Linked DNA regions of Mus musculus: region 1 is linked to region 2. The links are chromatin contacts, called in public HiChIP or PLAC-seq maps. All regions are on one chromosome and are shown on one strand. Each heading gives the region's core, a stretch centred on a gene start, on an enhancer-like site or on the middle of the called end of the contact. The rest is flanking DNA. Distances are from core to core; before and after follow the strand shown.

What was found. HiChIP or PLAC-seq counts read pairs in DNA pulled down with a chosen protein or histone mark.
Region 1: a contact with region 2 is called in an H3K4me3 HiChIP or PLAC-seq map of the SCID.adh cell line, with 11 read pairs. The contact joins the enhancer-like site here to the promoter of Nr1d2 in region 2. A contact is called at or near these places in 1 of 39 promoter capture datasets (pre-B cells), 1 of 484 Hi-C or Micro-C datasets (double positive thymocytes), 2 of 115 datasets of contacts at active chromatin or transcription factors (the SCID.adh cell line and double positive thymocytes) and 2 of 9 other capture datasets (adipose tissue and pancreatic islet).

The regions. Positions count from the first base shown.
Region 1 is chr14:18,348,703-18,351,509 of GRCm38.p6, forward strand. No RefSeq gene overlaps it. Among named protein-coding and RNA genes, the nearest start is that of Ube2e1, 18 kb to the left of the region's middle. Within about 2 kb of position 1,324, at least 13 of the 459 cell types and tissues checked have an H3K27ac peak or open chromatin away from gene starts, as enhancers often do. A contact at or near this core is called in the SCID.adh cell line and double positive thymocytes, where this site is marked.
Region 2 is chr14:18,237,492-18,240,412 of GRCm38.p6, forward strand. Nr1d2 (nuclear receptor subfamily 1, group D, member 2) reads right to left here and starts at 1,615. Exons shown (of 8, transcript NM_011584.4): 1 at 1,320-1,615. The coding sequence starts at 1,335.

The sequences.
Region 1 (2,807 bases), core at 74-2,573, 110 kb after region 2:
GAGAGAGGGAGGAAAGGAATGGGGAGAGAAAGGGAGGAAGAGGCCAGAAGCAAGAGAAGGAGGCAAGAGAGGGAGGAGGGGGGCAAGCAGCCCCTTTTATAGTGGGTCAGGCCTACCTGGCTATTGCCAGGTAACTCTGGAGTGGAGTATAGACAGAATGCGAACACTATGTGTAATTAGAGATGTGTTGTCTTCCTTTTTAGGTTTTAAGTTAGGAAGGAAGTTGGCTAATCACAGCTAAGTGGCTCATCATGCAGTGCTCCTTCAAAGGCTGTGGTTAAGGCACCTAAAACACCAGGATCATCACTGGTCTCCAATGTCCAAGCTCTGAGAAGAGCATCTGCCCACACCAGTGTCAAAACACACTTGGCAAACAGCATCTGAACCCTTGAAACCTTCATACTAAACACACAGGTGGCTTCCTTAAAAGGCCTTTGTTAGATGGGGATGTTGGTAGACTACTTGCTTAGAGCCCTGGTCACATCCTCAAGACTCCATAAAAACTGGGTATGGTGGCCTTCACTGGAATGCCAGCACTTAGAAGGTAGAAAGTGGAGGCAGGAAGATAAGCAGTTAGAGGTTATCCTCAGGGTACATAGTAAGTTTGTGGCTAGCCTGGGTTATCTTGTCTCAACAAATAGATGTTTCCCAGCCACATGAGCATGAGGTAGAACATACTTGTAGTTCCAGCACTCAGGAGGTGGAAGAGATCTGCTCATGAGTTCAAGTCCAGGTTGAGATACATAAAGGCAGCTTCTTTTTGCCTTTCCACTCTTGCTTCAAATCAGAAATTCACAGGGATTTGCTGACAGTTTTAACCCTATAAATCACACACACAAACACACACTCATTTTTTAAAAGATTATTTTTATGTGTATGGCTGTGTGACTTGCATGCCTGGGAACCATGTGTATGCCTGATGCCCTTGGAGGTGAGAAGTTAGCACATCTCCTGAAACTGGAGTTAAAGACCATTGTTGTTGGTATTCTGTCTAAACTCCACTCCTACAGTTCCTGGCAGCAGCCAGGTGTGCTCCTCCCCACAGTTACCTGGCAACAGCCAGGTAGTCTTGACCAACTATAAAAGGAGCTGCTTGGCACCTTCTCTCCCTCTTAGGCTCTTGCCTCTCTCTTGCCTCTTACCCTCTTGCTCCCCTCTCTCTCCATTCTCTTCTTCCCTCCCTCCACGTGGTCAGGACTGGCCTCTATGTCTCTCTCCTTCTCTCTGTCTTTCTCTGCCTCTACTACTCTCATAACCCCCCTCTCCATGCCCTAAATAAACTCTATACTATACTAGTGTGTGTCTGGTCCCTCAGGGGGATGGGATGCCTCTGCATGGGCCTCTGCACGGCGCCCCCTTCCCCCACACTCCGCCAGAACATATTCTTATAGATCTTGCTCTTTTTTATGATCACAACAATTGTGAGCTGCCACGTGGGTGCTTGGAACTGAATCTGGGTACTCTGCAAGAGTATTCTGTGCTTTTAGCCTCTGAGCCATTTCTCCAGCCCTCATTTATTTGGTTTTGTTGTTGTTGTTGTTGTTGTTTTGTTTTGTTTTGCTTTTTTCAGATGGCATGTATCCCAGGATGGTCTTGAACCCACTGTGTAGTTTAGGATGATTTTAAACTCTGGCTCCTCCCTCTTCCATCTTCCTAAAGCTGGTTGTGCCTAGATGAAGGGGCTTAGGATCTTTATCAAGAAGGGTAGCAGTGGGAGAAGATTCAGAAATCTCTACTGCTCTCACAGGAACAAAACAAAGTCCAGTCAGAAGGGCTTCCAAGAATCTAGGCTGCTCCAGCAGCCAAGGGAGCAAGGCCTGAAACCCAGGGAGAAAGGCCAGCAGCCCAGTCTCAACTTCTGAGAAGACCACATGTCTGAGAAATCACTTCGTTCTTTTTGTATTTTTCTCTCCCTCCCCCACTCTTTTTCTCTCTCTCTCTTCTCCCTCTTTCACCTCCCCCCAACCCCTGTGTGTGTGTGTGTGTGTGTGTGTGTGTGTGTGTGTGTGTGTGTGTAGGCTAGAGGACAACTTCAGGTGCTGTTTGCTTTTTTTAATGACAGGGTTTCACTGCATATCTCTGGCTGGCCTGAAAGGAAGAACAAGATCTGTTGGTTGAGGATGGAGTCAGAGAGGAAAAAAAAAAAAAAAAAGGAGAACACAGCAGGTGTTCTGCTACAGGCTTGGGGGATGGGCCTAGGGGATCTGAAGGAACAGAAGAAGAGGTGAAGATCTGCAGTCAGCCTACTTTCTTCCCTGTCAGGAGTGGCCTATGGGTTTGCAGGGAAATGCTTGCTGCAGTTGCGGGCTGGATAAAGTTCTGAGTGTATGTGTGTGGACATGTTAGGAGGAAAATATCTATGGATCCACAGGAGATGGGAGAAGGGCAAGGGCAGTGGGGAGGGAGAAGGCTGCTGCAGGCAGATCTGTTGCAGAGCTGGGGATGGAACTGGCGGATTGAATTTGGAGAAACAGAGGGAGAGGTGAAAATCAGAGTGGCTCTTGAGCAGGTGGTCTCAGCAGTACCATTTGGAAGGTCCCGCCTTCTTTCTACACACAAACACACACACACATGGCAGCAGACAGGAGCACAAAATGCTTATGATTCTTTTCAGAGGAATTCTGGCCCATGTACTTCCTCCATGTTGAGTGCAGGTTAGTTCATTAGTATTTTTGTAGGAGCTCAAGTCCCTCCAGCAGACTAACTCAGAGAAATGACACAACCTTCACTTTAATTGGCCCTCCTTTGTCCCCATAACTCTCTGCATCTGAGAAATTATTGAAATTGCCTTGCTTTATCCCTCCCAT
Region 2 (2,921 bases), core at 365-2,864:
AGGGGAAAGAAGCAGTCAACAGCCACCCAAGAAAATGTTCACATTTTGTAGCTCCAAAAATCAAGACTAACATTAATAACCATGTCCTCCAAAAACTCAAATCAGAGAAACCTAAGCCAGCTGAAGAATCCATGCGAAGGGCAGGGTTGGAACAGGCTCAATCTATCAACCTCTAAATTTCGAATGAAAAAAAGGTTCACCTCCATGTGACTGAATATTTCATATGCGGCAATGACTAAGAAGGACTATAGGTAATCAAAATAGTCCTGAAACTAATTTGACCACTGGTCTAAAAATTCATAAAACATATGTTAGAACTGCGATGGTTTTTAAAAGTGCAAAGAACTCAAAATATTCAAAATGAAAACTTCATTTGCTTCAGGTATAAGGGTCATCACTGCGGTCGACTAAAGCGAAGCGAGGAAGGTTAGGTATTATATGACCATGTCTTTTGGGGGTTCAAAGTCAGTCCTGAAAACAAAAGGGGTTATTTTGTTCTTTGGGCATTTTGAGTGAGGATCTCACACAGTAGCCCATGCTTGCTACTTTCTGCCGCCATCTGCCTCAAACTCTTGGGCGCGAAGCTAAAACGTTTTTAACGTAAATAAAAGTTTTACGTAAGGTTCTGAAATCCTAGATCACCAGTCCTCAGATCAGAGCGAGCTGCGAGCAGAAAAGCCCCTCCCCTCCCCTCCATGCTTAAAAGGACTTCTAGGCTAAGTCCCCCTGGAAGCGAATTGCTCTGTACACGCTGTCCATCCGGAAGGTGCTGCGCGACTCCCGCAAGACTCTGAGCGAGAACGACCTACGCACTCCCTGTCTAGCAAGGTCAGCCCTGCCGGGGTCACCCGGGGACGCGCAGGCTGCCGCGCGCACTGCGGCGGGACCAGCGCCGAACTTGCGGCGGATGCGCATGCGCAGCGGGCCCCGCAGTGGGCAACAGCGGGAGACCCGGGACCGAGGCCACGTCACGGCGGAGGCCCCGGGGGCGGGGCCTCGCGCAGACTATGGGCTCCCCCCGCGGCACCGCCCCCACGTGTTCCTCCGGCCCCGGGTAATGTGGGTCGCCCCGCGGCCTCACGTGTCTCCGCCCGCCACCACCCAGCTCGCATTATGTAATGCTGCGTCACTCGCCCGCGCAGCCAACCAGCGCCCGCGCCGCCGAACGTAAACACACCGTGCACGTGGCCAGTGCGGCAGGGCCATGTGAGGGGGGCGTCCGGCGCGCGGGGAGCCCGAGTGCGGGATCCCAGCAACCCCACGCGAGATGGACGCACAGACACGCATCCCTGACCCCCGAGCCTCCCTCCTACATTTACCTGCGTTCAGCTCCATGGCGCTGGACAGGGTGCGGCCCTCACCGCGCCGCCCGGGACTGCAGGCGGTGGCGCTCGCGGGCCCACATCATGAGCACCGGGTGCGGGCGGCTCCTGGGGGCCGCACGGCACAAGCGCGGCACAGCAGTTTCCTGTGGCAGGGCTCGGCAGCGGGCACGGCAGCTGACCTGGAGGGCTCCTCGACCATGTGATCCGCGCACACCCCCCTCCTCCGCCGCCGCCGGCGGTGCGGTGACTCCGCCCGCTCCTCCTCCTCAGGCCGCCCGCTCCTCCTCTCCTCGACTCTCCCGCTCCTACCCTTGGCTCCGCCCACTTCCTCTATACAGGCTCCGCCCCCAACGAGCGGTCCTGACCTCTTCTTCCAATCCGTGGACCCACCAGCCCCTCCCCAGACACGCCCTCTCCTTTTCCCTCCATTCCTTACACTCTGGCTCTGGACTTTCCCTTCTCCCGGCTCCGCCCCCTCTGTTTGGATACGTCTCTCCCTGGACTTGGCCCGTCGGCCCCGTCCCCTCCCGTTGCTCCTGTTCAAGCCTCGCCCCTCTGCCATGCCGGGCCCGGCCTTCCTCCCAGCACCGACCCCGCCCACTTCACCTCACCCCCCTCCCTCCTTCCCAGCCTGTCTCGCAGCCGCTTATCCCTTGCCTGCAGATCTCCCGCTGCTAGAGGTTGTTTGCTCCCTCCTCCCTAGCACAAGCCAATCTGGTCACCTCCATGGTCCCACATGGTTACTGCCGCCAAGCTTTCCAGGACTCTGAGCTTGACTGGCGTCTCCTGCCCAACGCTCTCAACATCTAGCTTCCGGAGTCAACCCTTCATTTTCCTATCACCTTAGGTGTTTTATCCAGGCTCATCACCTAAATAAACCTGTGTTGTGGTGATCCTCACATTCACATTTCCAGCGAAAATCTCAGCTCTGGATTCCCATATCCATCAGCGGGTTAGGAATGTCCCTTGACCTCTCTCTCATTTAGGATGTGTACATGCATTTTTAGAACTCAGCAAAAGTATACTACAGACTGGTGCATTTCACCTTGCATGTAAATTTTCTAGCAAACTGAAAATGGAAACAAATTAGATACGTGCTTGAGGTGAATCCAGGAAGATGTGCTTTAAGGTATATATTTTAAATGAGCTAACAGATATTGGCACCGATAGGACAGTTTATATGAAATTTTAGGCTTTGGGTATGACCGTTGCAAAATGCATCCCAGTTTGCCCAGGAATATTTAGGTATAGAATGTTGGAGCATGTCGTAAGATAGACAAGTTTACATGTGAACATTTCCCCACTTTCCACCAATAGCAATCTTTTCTGTTAGCTAATCAGCCTGAAATCAGCAATTTAAACGTTTCTAACAGGCGAGAAATCGCTGCTTTTTATACTCTATTTCATCCTTAGCAAGTTGAGCTAGACTACCCTCACAATACCTCTGCTGTTCTCCCCCCAAACACATCTGGGGTGGGAGCCATGGCTGTGAGTCTAGATCCGGTCTAGCCTGGGCTGCTGCAACAACTCTGGAGTCGGCTCCAACAGTCTTTTCTCCCCAGCAGTTATTTTTAAAACAGTAAATAGACCCTATGA